2 separate regions of the Ovis aries genome follow, and region 2 is linked to region 1. Evidence: chromatin contacts called from public Hi-C data. All regions are on one chromosome and are shown on one strand. Each heading gives the region's core, a stretch centred on a gene start, on an enhancer-like site or on the middle of the called end of the contact. The rest is flanking DNA. Distances are from core to core; before and after follow the strand shown.

The links. A called contact is a pair of places that touch in the nucleus more often than the background predicts.
Region 2: a contact with region 1 is called in a Hi-C map of tail adipose tissue, with 6 times the contacts expected there. The contact joins the enhancer-like site here to the promoter of DCN in region 1. A contact is called at or near these places in 5 of 16 Hi-C or Micro-C datasets (omental adipose tissue, retroperitoneal adipose tissue, skin fibroblasts and 1 more).

Annotation. Positions count from the first base shown.
Region 1 is chr3:127,581,829-127,589,519 of ARS-UI_Ramb_v3.0, reverse strand. DCN (decorin) reads left to right here and starts at 2,985. Exons shown (of 8, transcript NM_001009218.1): 1 at 2,985-3,070; 2 at 6,867-7,113. The coding sequence starts at 6,900.
Region 2 is chr3:127,706,703-127,714,393 of ARS-UI_Ramb_v3.0, reverse strand. No RefSeq gene overlaps it. Among named protein-coding and RNA genes, the nearest start is that of TRNAW-CCA, 66 kb to the left of the region's middle. Within about 2 kb of position 4,258, at least 6 of the 54 cell types and tissues checked have an H3K27ac peak or open chromatin away from gene starts, as enhancers often do. A contact at or near this core is called in tail adipose tissue, where this site is marked.

The DNA of each region.
Region 1 (7,691 bases), core at 1,736-4,235:
TAGAATACTTGGATATTCACTCCTGTTGTGCTTCTTACTGGCTCTGTGAGCTTGGGCAGGTCATTGGACTTCAGTAAAATGATTTCCCTTGCCCAACTTAAACGATTGCTATGATATATATCAGAAAACAATAAAAGCTAACATTTACAGGAAGCTTAATTTCCTGGGATAACAGCCATGCTCTGAATTACATGCCCTAAACCTTTACCTCATTCCATCTTTATTTCAACATTATGAATTAGGTAATACTTTTAACCTGTTTTACAGATATGGGAACTCAGAGAGGTTGAGTGTGCTGAGTTCATATAGCTTACTATAAGAGGGAAGAAACTGGATGTGAAACTTAGCTAACAGAGTTCTGCTTTATAAAATTAAGATGGTCCGCATATCAAGATAACGTGTTTTCTCCTCCTGTTCTAATTGTTCTTCTTTTTCTTTAATACCCTGTTCCCCTTCTCTTTCTCCTTTCACCTCTCTCTCTGGTAACAATTGCTGCTGTTATTCATCATCTACCAGGTAGTACTATAGTAGATTGTTTTTTTCTTCTTTGCTTTAATTTTCATTTATTTATTTATTTGGGGGCTGTGCTGGGTCTTCCTTGCTGTGCATGGGCATTCTCCAGTTGTGGCGAGTGGCCGGGGGCTACTCTTTGTCCTGGTGTGTGGGCTTCTCACTGTGATAGCTTCTCTTGTTGCCCAGAACAGGCTCCAGGGTACACAGGCTTCAGCAGTTACCACGCAGGGGCTCAGAAGTTAAGGTTCAGGGATCCAGAGCACAGGCTCAGCAGTTTTAACGTGGACTTAGATGCTTCCGAGCATGTGGGATCATGCAATCCGTGTCTTCTACAGCGGCAAGAGGATTCTTTACCACTGAGCCACCAGGGAAGCCCAGATTGGGTTTTGATAAAGAGTGAACCAGACCTGGGCAAAACAATAATCATCCTCAGTCAATGATCTATCTTCATGTTATAGTCATTCATGAAGTGTTTCTTGAGAATTTACTTTGTGCTGGTAGTGGGGACACAAGTATGAAGAGGATGTGCTTTATTCCTTGAGATGAAAGATGTACATAAATAACTCTACTATGAACAAATGATTGCATGTTATAAGAATGAGATAAATGTAAGAGAAGGTCAAGAGGAAAAAATTAATTGATTCCAGACTTCCCTCGTGGCTCAGATGGTTGAGCGTCTGTCTACAATGTGGGAGACCCAGGTTCGATCCCTGGATAGGGAAGATCCCCTGGAGAAGGAAATGGCAATCCACTCCAGAACTCTTGCCTGGAAAATCCCATGGGCAGAGGAGCCTGGTAGGCTACAGTCCATGGGGTCGCAAAGGGTCAGACATGACTGAGTGACTTCACTTTCAAGACGATCATAGGGCTTCCCTTGACATTAGGTTGGTAAAGAATCTGCCTGCAATGCAGCAGACCTGGGTTCGATTCCTGGGTCAGGAAGATCCCTTGGAGAAGAAAATGGCAACCCACTCCAGTCTTCTTGCCTGGAGAATCCCATGGACAGAGGAGCCTGGTGGGCTATAGTCTATGGGGTTGCAAGAGTCGGATACCACTTTAGTGACTAAACCACCACCAAGGGGATCAGGGATTTTGCACCAACGTCCAGGGAAAATAATTGCTTTCTTTTAAATCATCAGACTAACCAGGCATGGGGTTATTAAATGCCAAGGAGAAGAGTGGGGTAAGGTGTTAACATTATGGAGACTGGGCTTGGAAAATAAGGCAAAATATCATGTGATAACAGCCTTACCCCCTCTTCTTTAGGTAACACACATAAAAATTTAATCCCTTCAAGTTTCATCAAGGCAAAGTATATTTACTGTAGAATTGTGTACTTAGATGGCTAGAGAAGGGAAGAAGGGAGGGTGGAGAAAGGAAGGGTTATCCTCTCATGTTTCACAGATGTTGATTTCAAGTTTCCACCTGGTTAACAGCCTACGGGCCAGGGCATAAAGATACAAGTCAAAACATAGAGACACACAGAGAACTGACAGCATCCAGCAAGGGAATTACAAAAGCTCAAAAAAAGCTTTCACTGGCTGAATAAATATCTTTCCTTGTATTTGCACTTTCTTTTTTCTATTTTTCTTTTTTCTATTTACTGAATTTGGAAAGAGCCATAGACTTTATTGCCTTTTCAGAGTTCTGGATTACATAAAAATATAGCCTACGAAAATAACATTTTTCATATACAGGCTAAATTAAATTGTGATCATCTTTTAGTATCTATGTGCTTTATTTTAAAAAACACACATAACTGGTAGACAACAAGGAAGGTTTTAAACTATAAGTAAGGGAAGTAATAAATGGTGTGCTTTTCATATAAAATCATGGCTTTCCTCCAGGGAACTTTAGAAATATGTTCAAGATATATAGAAAACCTCCATATCATAGTACTTGAATTTTTGAATTTGCACAAATAGCCCAAGGCAAGTAAGAATCCGAATGAGTACTCATTTATTTTCATAGCCCACACTTAAAATAATTTCATTCCATTTGCCAGACTTACACATCCTGAAAGCAAAAAAAAAAAAAAACAAAAACAAACAAACTGTCATTTTCAGAAGTATGATAAATGTGACTCATAAAGAAGACTAGAAAGAGTGGATAAAGGAGTAGGATTGGGGGTGGGGAAATAAACCCTTTAGTTACAATTTCAGGGAAATGAGTCGACACAATGAAACAAATTCCAAGTCAAGTTGCTCCACTACTATATTACAGAAGCAGTTTAGAATTTTAAGCAGATGCAAAAGGAATAAAGTATTTAAATAGGGAGAAAAAAAGGCCGATAAAGTTTCTGGCTACAATACGAGAGACATATCATTACCATATGATCTAATGTGGGTGTCAGCCGGATTGTGTTCATTGAGGGAAACCTTATTTTTTAACTGTGCTATGGAGTAGAAGCAGGAGGTTTTCAACCTAGTGACAGTCACAGAGCAGCACCTTCCCCCTCCTCCTTTCCACACCTGCAAACTCTTTTGCTTGGGCTGAATATTTAGTGTAATTACATCTCAGCTTTGAGGGCTCCTGTGGCAAATCCCCGGATTAAAAGGTATGGTTTTCAATAATTGTCCTGAACTCTGCTACAGACTAATAAAACTTTGATCAAGTTAAGAAAAAAGGAATTATTTGGTAAGAGAAAACGAGAAAAAAAAATGTGTACTGAACTTTTAGTAATGTTTCTGCAGTGTTTTAAACAAATATTGCTTGAAAACAGAAACGAAGTATTTGGTAAAATGGTTGTGATGCATTGTTTTAGTTCTTTCTCTCTGTTTTTACAAAGATGTTTCTTAGAGAAACTATAATCTAACACGGTGACTCTCTTTATTGATGTATTTTGTGTTTTTACTAATTAAATGTTTAGGAAATGTTTATAGAAAAGTATTCTAGACTGGCATGCTATTCATAGTTGGATTGTATATTTAAGAATTTATTCTCCTCCTGAATTCTTGTACATTTTAAGAACTTTTAAACTTCAGAGACGTGAACTTTGGTGATTAGTTATAGAAGTCTAGTGTATATTTCTACAACTTAGAAAATAATAGAAACTGTCACCAGAGAGGTGAAAACAAACACTGGCTCTATTTATGCTGATTATTAAGGACCTAACTAAGATGATCTCACAGTTAGCTACATATTTACTAAAATGTAAAGAAGAGACTGCAGAATTTTTGCTGCCAATGAAATTTTATCACAAGATACATTCACTATAGAATGAAAGTGTGGGTTATTTTTCTTTCTAATTTCAAAACAGGGTAATATGATGACCACTGATTAAGTGGGCTCCCAGTGATATAAATACCTGCGGCTTTTTCTTCAAATTGCTATTTTGACCAGAGAAAGAATCAGATGCCCCCTATAGTACCCCTTATTGATAGATGGATACTGTTTTATGGTTTACTTTTAACTTATTTCTATTATTATTGAGGTTTTTAATTCACCCAGTGCTGGGGGGTTTAATTTGCTCTGCATTTATAGCTTCACTTATCTCCTGAGGTTTAAATTTTGACTTTGAAATTCACACCAAAGGCATAAGTGACATCATGCAAATGTTGATCTGAATGGTATAATTTAATGGGATGTCGTTTAAGAAACCTAAAATTATTATTTTTGATAGAACACATTAAATTATGGCAATGAACTTTACTAAAGTAGTGGCATTCTTAGCAATTAGTATTTAGGAAATAGGCATACATTTTGAGAATACTTAAAATGGTTGAAATGAAATTTTAACAGTATATCATCTCAATAACAGTCTCCTTGATGTCCACATGGGCTACTGCTATAGGTTTGTTTGTTTTCCTGATTTATTGAGAGGAAGGAAATGATAAAGAGACTATCACTGTCAGTAGCCTAGATTAATTAAGATGCTGTGTTTTAAGTATTATGATACTAATCTAGAAGAAGTTATTTCATTGAGGAATTTGTGCAAAATACCTGGCCATATTATTTTTACCCAGGACATTCAGGGTTAAAATGGACACCCACCGCCCCGCCCCCCCCCACAAGAAAATTATAAGTAACGGAAGCTAAAAACTGTCTGTCTGAGTTCAGATTCAACCAAAAAGAATATTGTGTAGAGAATTTGTACAATTTTAACAAGAGTAAACAAATGTAAATGATAATATTCCCCTGAGCAAATGTTTAATATTCTTTTTTTTTGGATTAGTGAACCAGGCCTTTTTTTTTTTCTGGAGAAAAGATCAGAAACAGACATCTGCATTAATTTCTCATTGCTCTTTATTAAATCTGCAATTAGTTTGCTTCATTTTTTCTCAAAAATTGCAAGACATGAAATATGCAAGGCTAGCAAACTTGTGGTAAACCGTAAACATTGCATTTTAATGTGAAACAGACAGAAAACCACTCCCTGAGATCCAGTCCAAGGGAACCCTGCCAAAACAATAGGGTCTCCTTTAAAAGGCAATGCAGTAACTGAGTGGGAATGGGTTTCCAGAGACAATCTGATACTGAATTTAAAGGGGCAGTGTGAATAATAATCTTCGTGGTATTGTTTTAAAGTCACTAGCCTGTATTGCGTATGTGCTGCCTTTGATGTGCTTCAGTAATAAATATAAACTAAGAATAAAAGTGTAAGAAATTTTAAAACATTTGTTTCCCCTTTAGTGGATCTAGGCAAACATTTCCAGAATATATATTAAAATTGGCACATATGAAGACTTTATCTTTTCTGTATTGCTATCATTTGGATAGTGACTGGAAGTAACATAATTAAAGATGATGAGACTAAAGATAATATCTACAATGTGTTTAGGGAATATTTTGAGCAGTTTTAATGGAGTTTGAAAATATAACAACTCAAAATAGACTGTTCTCTCCATGATCAACTACTTTTCATTATTCAGATTTATTAAGATTTTGTTATTCAGTTTCATTTAGTTCACTTCAGCCATCTAAACAACCAACTCAATAACAGAGATGTATATATATCTAGCAGGGCTTGTTAAATGAATGGAAAAAATGGTCTAGATGAGTTGAAATCATATTTTTGTTTATCAATTTGTTTACAAAATAATCCTATAAAATTAGATAACATATATCATATAAAATAAAATAAAATCAGATAGGATTTTCCATATGTGTTTCCTGGTTAACACAGTCCTTACAAAGGATGTATTTGAGAAACCATCCAAAAGATTTATGTTAAAAACTGAATCATGCTTATATCAAGCTCAGGTTTTCGATTTGATATCTTTCTTATGCTAGAAATTTAATATTTAAACAAAGATAACCATATTTTTAAAAAATCAAATTTGGTTGCTAAGAACAAATTGAATAACTTGTATTATTAATAAATTGACGGTCAACTGAGTCATTTATGGGCAAAATATTGTGCAAGGCCCCGGTACAGAACAAAGGATAATAAGACACGCCCTGAAGGAGTACATCTTCGAGTGGGGGGGCAGACCAAGCACGCAAAACAAATTACAATATAATGTGATAAGTTCTTTAAAAGAGGTAAGCAACGTGCCTTGGGAGCACAGAAGAAGGAGGACGCAGCATCCTGCCTGGATGCGCGAGAATACACAAGGGAAGCCCATTATCTCATTTAGCCTTTACAACACTCTCACAAGGTAGGTATTTTAAATGGTGATTAGCTTTGAGCGTCAGGGTTGAAGTGGGGACTGGGAGTAGAGAGAAAATGGAGAGAAATATGGCTTATTATCAGTTGGTGTCAAATCGTGCATGGTCTTATTTGCAACAAAGGGGATGGAGACTTTATTGGCAAGCTGTGAGAAGTCAGCAAAGGATTTGCAGTAGAAAATTAATACAAAGAAATTGAATTTTTAGAAGATGACTTGGGCAGCAGAGTGGAAGATGGCCTGGAGTGGAAGAAATATTCGAGGCTGAGACTAATTGAAAGCTCTTGTTCAGGGAGTGATGAGAAGGGTCTGGACTGGGATAAATAAAGTGGGATGGAGAAGTCAGATTGGCTTCCAGAGATATTTCTGAGCAGGAATTGGAGAACTCTCATGTGTACAGACAAAACTTGTTTAACTGTGGCATGGCTTGTGTTGAGTGAGCATTGAAAATTCCAATGTGATTTATCATCGCAACAGTTTTGCAGGTTGACTATATAATCTGTGGTCTTAATTCAGACCCCAAATTCAACGAAGCGATTCAAATACTATTTAAATTTTTCTTCATAAGTAAACAGTGCAAGTTCATCTCTACTGAACCTTATTACCTTCCAATATATTTCTAATGTTCTGCTCCTAACAGTATATAAAATATTACTTTTTAGTGCTTTTTTTCTATGTGCACTCCACTGACATAACACATACATTAGGCAAGGCTATTCTTCTAAACCTTCCGCTATTTCCCAGGTTCCTCGGTTGTGAAAATAGACGAGAGAAATCATGAAGGCAACTATCATCTTCCTCTTGGTTGCACAAGTTTCCTGGGCTGGACCGTTTCAACAGAAAGGCTTATTTGACTTTATGCTGGAAGATGAGGCTTCTGGGATAGGCCCGGAAGAGCGCTTTCATGAGGTTCCTGAATTAGAGCCTATGGGCCCAGTCTGCCCCTTCCGTTGCCAGTGCCATCTGCGAGTTGTCCAGTGTTCTGATCTGGGTGAGTGGCATGCCGGCTCTCTACCTACCTTGTCTGCTTTATTCATGGGAATGGCTTCCCTGGGAGTGCAGCATTTTCAGTTTTAATTTCTGCAATTCCAAATGTGAGAGACAGTGCCACCTAATGAGGAGTTAGGGAAGCAGAGTAGGAGGGAAAGAAGTAACTTTGAAGTTAGGGGACTTGATTCTTTTCTTTAAGTCAGTGAAGCATCACTCTGCAGTCTTGGACAAATCACTAAAAAAATTTTTTTCTAAGCTTCATGGCTCCCCTTATGTAAAATAAAATTTTGAACAAATAATATATTGTGTTCTATGATTCCAAGGTGATAGATTATTTGAAGTCTGTGATTTGCTCCCATGAAATCTTAGATATTAAGAAAACCTGGGTGATCGCTCTACTCTTGGCTTAGCCCAGATAGCAGGGTTTGAACAAAACTGTAAGTATGCAGTGTTATCAAAAGCAAAACCAGTAAACTTTTAGAACAAAAATTTATCTTTCAAGTACCAAAATACTCTCATAATCCCTGGGTCTTAGTTTTGTCTCTGCCTTTGGAATTTTGTAATCTAGCTGTTTATATT
Region 2 (7,691 bases), core at 3,009-5,508, 120 kb before region 1:
TCCTGCCTGGAAAATCCCGTGGACGGAGGAGCCTGGTGGGCTGCAGTCCAAGGGGTCACGAAGAGTTGGACACGACTGAGCGACTTCCCTTTCACTTTTCACTTTCAGGCATTGGAGAAGGAAATGGCAACCCACTCCAGTGTTCTTGCCTGGAGAATCCCAGGGACGGGGGAGCCTGGTGGGCTGCCGTCTACGGGGTCACACAGAGTTGGACACGACTGAAGCAACTGCAGCAGCAGCAGCACTTTATAGAAAATGAATTTATCAAACAGTTATGAGTCAGTTCAGTTCAGTTCAGTAGCTCAGTCGTGTCCAACTTTTTGCGACCCCATGAATCGCAGCACGCCAGACCGCCCTGTCTATCACCAACTTCCGGAGTTCACGCAGACCCATGTCCATTGAGTCAGTGATGCCATCCAGCCATCTCATCCTCTGTCGTCCCCTTCTCCTCCTGCCCCTCATCCCTCCCAGCATCAGAGTCTTTTCCAATGAGTCAACTCTTCGCATGAGGTGGCCAAAGTACTTCAGCTTCAGCATCATTCCTTCCAAAGAAATCCCAGGGCCGATCTCCTTCATAATGGACTGGTTGGATCTCCTTGCAGTCCAAGGGACTCTCAAGAGTCTTCTCCAACACCACAGTTCAAAAGCATCAATTCTTCGGCGCTCAGCCTTCTTCACCGTCCAACTCTCATATCCATACATGACTACTAGAAAAACCATAGGCTTGACTAGACGGACCTTAGTCGGCAAAATAATGTTTCTGCTTTTCAATATGCTATCTAGGTTGATCATAGCTTTTCCTCCAAAGAGTAAGTGTCTTTTAATTTCATGGCTGCAATCACCAGCTGCAGTGATTCTGGAGCCCCCCAAAATAACGTCTGACACTGTTTCCACTGTTTCCCCATCTATTTGCCATGAAGTGATAGGACCGGATGCCATGATCTTCGTTTTCTGAATGTTGAGCTTTAAGCCAGCTTTTTCACTCTCCTCTTTCACTTTTATCAAGAGGTTTTTTAGTTCCTCTTCACTTTCTGCCATAATGGTGGTGTCATCTGCATATCTGAGGTTATTGATATTTCTCCCGGCATTCTTGATTCCAGCTTGTGTTTCTTCCAGTCCAGCGTAGTTTTCTCTTATTTTATTCAGGACATCATCTTAGTCTCGCAGTCCTAAAGAACCCTGTCTTAGACTTGCTTATATAAGCAAATATGCCTCGATGTGTGTTCCAGAGTGTGTGTATATGTCTGAAGAGGTAAAGCACAGACTTTTAAGACCCATCCCCTTTTCTTGATGTCAAGAAAACAAACTTCATCCATCCTGATCTTACTCTTTAAATATTTAAATCTTCATTTCTGACAATTCTTTGGCTTTCCTGATGATGTGACAGAGTCAAAGGACACCGATTTTTGATGCAAGTGCTTTGTGACTGTTTGGGATGCAAAGAGCAAACCCCCCAAAGGCTTATATGTGGCCAAATTACAGAGGTTTATGTACCCCTCAGGGAGAAGGCAATGGCACCCCACTCCAGTAATCTTGCCTGGAAAATCCCATGGACGGAGGAGCCTGGTAGGCTGCAGTCCATGGTGTTGCTAAGAGTCGGACACAACTGAGCGGCTTCACTTTGACTTTTCACTTTCATGCATTGGAGAAGGAAATGGCAACCCACTCCAGCATTCTTGCCTAGAGAATCTCAGGGATGGGGGAGCCCGGTGGTCTGCCGTCTATGGGGTTGCACAGAGTAGGACCCGACTGAAGCGACTTAGCATGTACCCCTCAATGTTGCTGTTTAGTCTCTAAGTCCTGTCTGACTCTTTTGTGACCCAGTAGACTAGCCCACCAAGGTCCTCTGTCCATGAGATTTCCCAGGCAAGAATACTAGAGTGGGTTGCCATTTCCTTCTCTAGGGAACTTTCCAACCCAGGGATTCAATCCCTATCTCCTGCCTTGGCAGGTGGATTCCTCCTTCTGAGCCACCAGAGAAGCCCAGGTACTGCAGTAGTAAAGAATCTGCCTGCCAATTCAGGAGATGCAAGAAATGCAAGTTTGATCCCTGGTTTGGGAAGATCCCCTGGAGTAGGAAATGCCAACCCACCCCAGTATTCTCGCCTGGAACATCCCTTGGACAGAGAAGCCTGGCAGGTTACAGTCCATGGTGTCACAAAGAGTCAGACATGACTGAGCAACTGAGCACACACACACACACACACACGCACACACACACAAAAACATACACATACACACACCCATTAGGAGAGACCAGATATAAGCATTCTAATTAGGAAAGTGATATATATGTATTGCTCCCAGAAGCTCATTAAAAATATTACATTTCCTTGGAAGGTCTTCATATTGACTTTTAATTTGAAATTGCAAATAATTTTTGCAAAAGTCAGTTGCAAGAGATACTGTTAAATGTCTTCACTTTAATTTTTCAGAGTTTAAGCCTTGTGGATATGTACTACTGATTCAATTCCCAAATTCTGGTAGTTGTCCCAATAGAAAAAAAAATGGATAAAAAACCCCCAGATCTAAAAGTGCCCATTAGTTAGCTTCAAGCATGCCAAAGTTGTCAAGTGATATTACAGTTATGGTCTTTAAAGCATTTGAAAAAAATTGGATAACACTATGTAAAAAGCTGGATTATATGGCTTTGTCTATGCCAAAGAGACTGTCCAGCAGAAAGCACCCTGGTAAGCCTAATTATTACTCCACATATGGTACGTGGCATTATAAGCTATTTTGAGGTTTTTCAGAAAGGGAGAGATATGAATGACAACCACAACAGAGTGTGCTGAAGAATTTTAACTCCAACTCCTAACAGTCTCATATTGGCAAAGCATAAAACCAAAAATGCTGTTTTAGTAATTTGTTTAGTATTTGTTTTCAGGCCTGACAATTTTGTTAAAATTTACAGGGCAGAGTGGAGAAGGAACTGATATAAAAAATATAGGACATATATTCAGTAATAAATTGCTCTTCACAATATTATGGCTGTTTAGAAGGGCAATTTTTATTTCTTACCTTAAATTCACAGCAGCTTTTGTGATACTTGATTTAGGGAATAACATTGAATCTGATTTGGAGTATGGCTTAAGGTAAACATTAAAAATTTGTATGCATATTAAACTTGTGTGAGTAGGTGGTTACACCAAGCAAATAGTTTGGGAGAATAAACTCAGAAACATGGAAGCCATCGGCCACGTATCAGATTTACCTGTATGCCTTTAATAGCTTATGTCTGAAAGGTGCTTCTTTGACCCCGTGTCTCTTACATCTCCTGCATTGGCATGTGGGTTCTTTACCACTGGTGCCTCCTGGGAAGCCCTCAGAGAAGAAGACATAGAAGGAGGGGTGCTTTATATTGAAGATTTCAATACATCAGTAAAATGAGAATTATTGCTAAGTCAAATTTTTTGATATCTCAGCATTGCTTAAAGCAAAATTCAGATATCCCTTTATCTCTGTCTTTGAGTATTTTAAAGGTCAGCCTCATCTGTTTAGCTGCAGAATCTTGTGCTAGACAGTCATTGTACCAATGGAGAGCACACCCAGATTGCTCAGGCCGTGTGAAAGCTGTTTGCACATATTAAACAATAAGTATGCTTACATCCTCTACAAGCTTTGTAGGATTTCAAAAGCTTTCACTGTCCAAGCCCAAGAAACTTAGCAGATTCCTGGCACCAGTTTTTTCTTTTTTTGGATAAAATAAATAAGAATTTTCTGCTTCTCTAGTTTTCTATTCTAAACACTAAAAGCAAGGCACTATGTGAATAACGTTAAGGATTACCTAGCCTAGGGCAGAGCCACTGGGTGCAAACAATGAATATTCCCAGTAGATCTCTGTCCATGATCAAGCCTAAAAAAAAAAATAACATCAGGATTTGGGTTAGCATTTTATTCTTTTGTGGTTATCTCAAACATTGTTTTGAAATAGAATCTGATATACCTCATTACTATAATTCAAAGATGAAGAAAACCAAAGCCCAAGTTTAACCTAGCTTTTACTTTTATTTTTGAATCAGATGATTTATAAACTCTTAGATAAAACATTATTATAAGATTAAAATGATCTTTACAACTTCATTTTTCCCTTTGAGAGTTAAATAGAATTAATGTTTTAAAATCTGGCATCTGCTGCTATTGCTGTTTTCTCCAAAAGATGGCACTTGTGTAATCTTTTTCTTTCTCAGGGTGCAGAGAACCAGGGGAGCCAGAGGGACCGGAGTGAATTTTCAGAATTGTTTTTCTTTAACAAATTCCAAATAGCCACGTCAGAAACCTGGGTTTTTGCAACTGCAGCTACTCTGTGCTCTTAAAAACCCTTCAAATAAGAATGAGTCTGATTTTGAGAAAGAAAAACATGCTTCCCATCTTAGTTTGGTTTAAACTTTGGAATTTTTTATCCTAAGTTTGTTTTATAATGTTTTTCTTCTCTTCTGATCTTTGACTAAGTTTCTAATTCTTTTTTAAGATAACCTTGATCCATTTGAAGTTGTCCTTCTTAATTAGAATGCATAAGCAGCACATGAGTATGTCTGGATTCTATCTAAACAAGCCTTTCTGACAGCATAAATCCAGAAGGATAAATCATTCAGACAGGAGAAGTCTTTTGAACTGTGAACAGACAAGAAAGGGTGAGAGGCATAGAGGGAAAGGAAAACATATTGGAGAGGTTCTGATGATGAGACAGAAATTAACAAATGAAACTTAAACTAGCAGATTCTTTCCAACAATTCAAGCAAGTTTGCTCCCTATCCCTAAAGATGAAAAGAATTTTAAATATGATCTAATGAAGTCCAACCACCTCATTTTACAGATGAAGAAAATGAGTCCCAGAAAGCTAAAGAGTAAGTATTCAATGCAATAGAACTGAATTTTGTGTGTTCTTCTGGTGAAAGAATGCAATGACCTGTCAAAGAGATGCATTGTGTCACAAGCTGCAGAAAACAAAATCTCAGATAGTTTTGAAAATTGGAATCTGTTTAACCATGGTTCTTTTTTTTTTTTTTCAGGCACATATAATTTTGAGTCACTATGCTGTCTTAGAAGCCTTTTCCTTCTCCAAGAAGGAATCAGTTCAGTACATTCACTCAGTCGTGTCCGACTCTTTGCAACCCCATGAACTGCAGCATGCCAGGCCTCCTTGTCCATCACCAACTCCTGGAGTTCACCCAAACCCGTGTCCATCTAGTCGATGATGCCATCCAGCCATCTCATCCTCTGTTGTCCCCTTTTCCTCCTGCCCCCTATCTTTCCCATCATCAGGGTCCTTCCCAATGAGTCAGCTCTTCACATCAGGTGGCCAAAGTATTGGAGTTTCAGCTTCAACATCAGTCCTTCCAATGAACATCCAGGACTGATCTCCTTTAGGATGGACTGGTTGTATCTCCTTGCAGTCTAAGGGACTCCCAAGAGTCTTCTCCAACACCAAAAGCAGAGTTCAAAAGCATCAATTCTTTGGCACTCAGCCTTCTTTGTAGTCCAACTCTCACATCCATACATGACCACTGGAAAAACCATAGCCTTGACTAGATGGATCTTTGTTGGCAAAATAATATCTCTGCTTTTTAATATGGTATCTAGGTTGGTCATAACTTTCCTTCCAAGGAGTAAGAGTCTTTTAATTTCATGGCTGCTGTCACCATCTGCAGTGATTTTGGAGCCCAGAAAAATAAAGTCAGCCACTGTTTCCACTGTTTCCCCATCTATTTGCCATGAAGTGATGGGACTGGATGCCATGATCTTAGTTTTCTGAATGTTGAGCTTTAAGCCAACTTTTTCACTCTCCTCTTTCACTTTCATCAAGAGGCTCTTTAGTTCTTCTTCACTTTCTGCCATAAGGGTGGTATCATCTGCATATCTGAGGTTATGGATATTTCTCCTGGCAATCTTGATTCCAGCTTGTGCTTTCTCCAGCTCAGCATTTCTCACGATTTACTCTGCATATAAGTTAAATAAGCAGGGTGACAATATACAGCCTTGATGTACTCCTTTTCCTGTTTGGAACCGGTCTATTATTTCAAGAAGGAATATGATCATTCATTAACCATTTAACTTATTAGATCTGTCATGTCTAATACAGTAGCCACTAGCCACATGTGACTATTTAATTGAATTTTAAAATAATGAAAATCAAGTACAGTTTAAAACTTAGCTCCTCAGTTATACTAGCCACATTTCAAGTGTTCAACAGCTCCAAGTGGCAAGTGGCTACTAACAGGCAGGGTACACATAAAGTTTCATCCTTGCTGAAAGTTCTCTTGGACAATGCTTGTACAAATCATTAACTGTAGCACAGTTAATTAACTTGTAGCAAGTATGAAAAGAGTGCAACAGAAAGAAAGTCAGGTACACAGTATCATTGGGTAATCCAGTGTCAAAAGGCTAAAGTCATTTGTTACATGGGTTTATAAGCAGATTTATAACCAATTCTGGAAAACTAGCAGGTTTATGTATTTTTAGGTCTTCCATCCCCCCTTTTCAACTGTACTTTTGCCTTTACCAATATTCTTCACGTTAGTGTTCAAGAAAACTTTGTAAGTACTATATTCCCTTTTCTGTGCCTTATTCAATTACATTTCACAATGTTTATTGAGTACCTACTGTGTGACAAACTTTGCACTAGGTAACTAAAAAGGAAGACTTAGATGCTCTGTGATAATGAATCAGGCAGGAGGAAAATATATTTCCAGAACTGATTCAGGATATTGAATGTGCTATTCTAACTATCTGAATTAGCAAAAGCAAGTAATATTAGAGTAATTATGTGGATTAAGAGATGGAAGCTTGGACTTGTCTGGTGGTAGAGTGGATTGGAATCCCCCTGCCCGTGCAGGGGACATGGGTTCAATCCTTGATCTGAGGAGATTTCACACGCCTTGCAGCAACCAAGCCCTTGCTTCACAACTACTGAGCCCATGCTCTAGAGCCTGGGAGTCACAATTACTGAGCCTGCATGTTGGAGCTACTGAATCCCGTGCACCTAGAGCCTGTGCTTCTCCACAAGAGAAGCCACTGCGATGAGAAGCCTGTGCAGTGCAATAAAGAGTAACACCAGCTCACAGCAACAAAGACTCAACGCAACCAACAGTAGAGAAATAAATGATTTTAAAAAGAGAGATGGAAGCTCATTATGAAAAGTTTAGTGACGTGCCCAAAATAATACAGGTGGTAATAAAAGTTATCCTCATACTGAAATTCATATCTTTTTAAACCAAGTCTGTGCTTTTTCAAATCTATGACCAACTCAGAGATGGATTTATGCCAGTTCAGTTCAATTCAGTCGCTCAGTCATGTCCAACTCTTTGTGACCCCATGGACTGCAGCATGCCAGGCTTCCCTGTCCATCACCAACCCCCAAAGCCTACTTAAACTCATGTCCATCACATCGGTGATGTCATCCAACCATCTCATCCTGTCATCTCCTTCTCCTCCCACTTTCAGTCTTTCCCAGCACCAGGGTCTTTTCCAATGAGTCAGTTCTTCACATCAGGTGGCCAAAGTATTGGAGTTTCAGCTTCAGCATCAGTCCTTCCAATGAATATTCAGAACTGATTTCCTTTAGGATGTACTGGTTGGATCTCCTTTCAGTCCAAGGGACTCTCAAGAGTCTTCTCCAACATCACAGTTCAAAACGATCAATTCTTTTGTGCTCAGCCCTCTTTATAGCCCAACTCTCATGTCCATACATG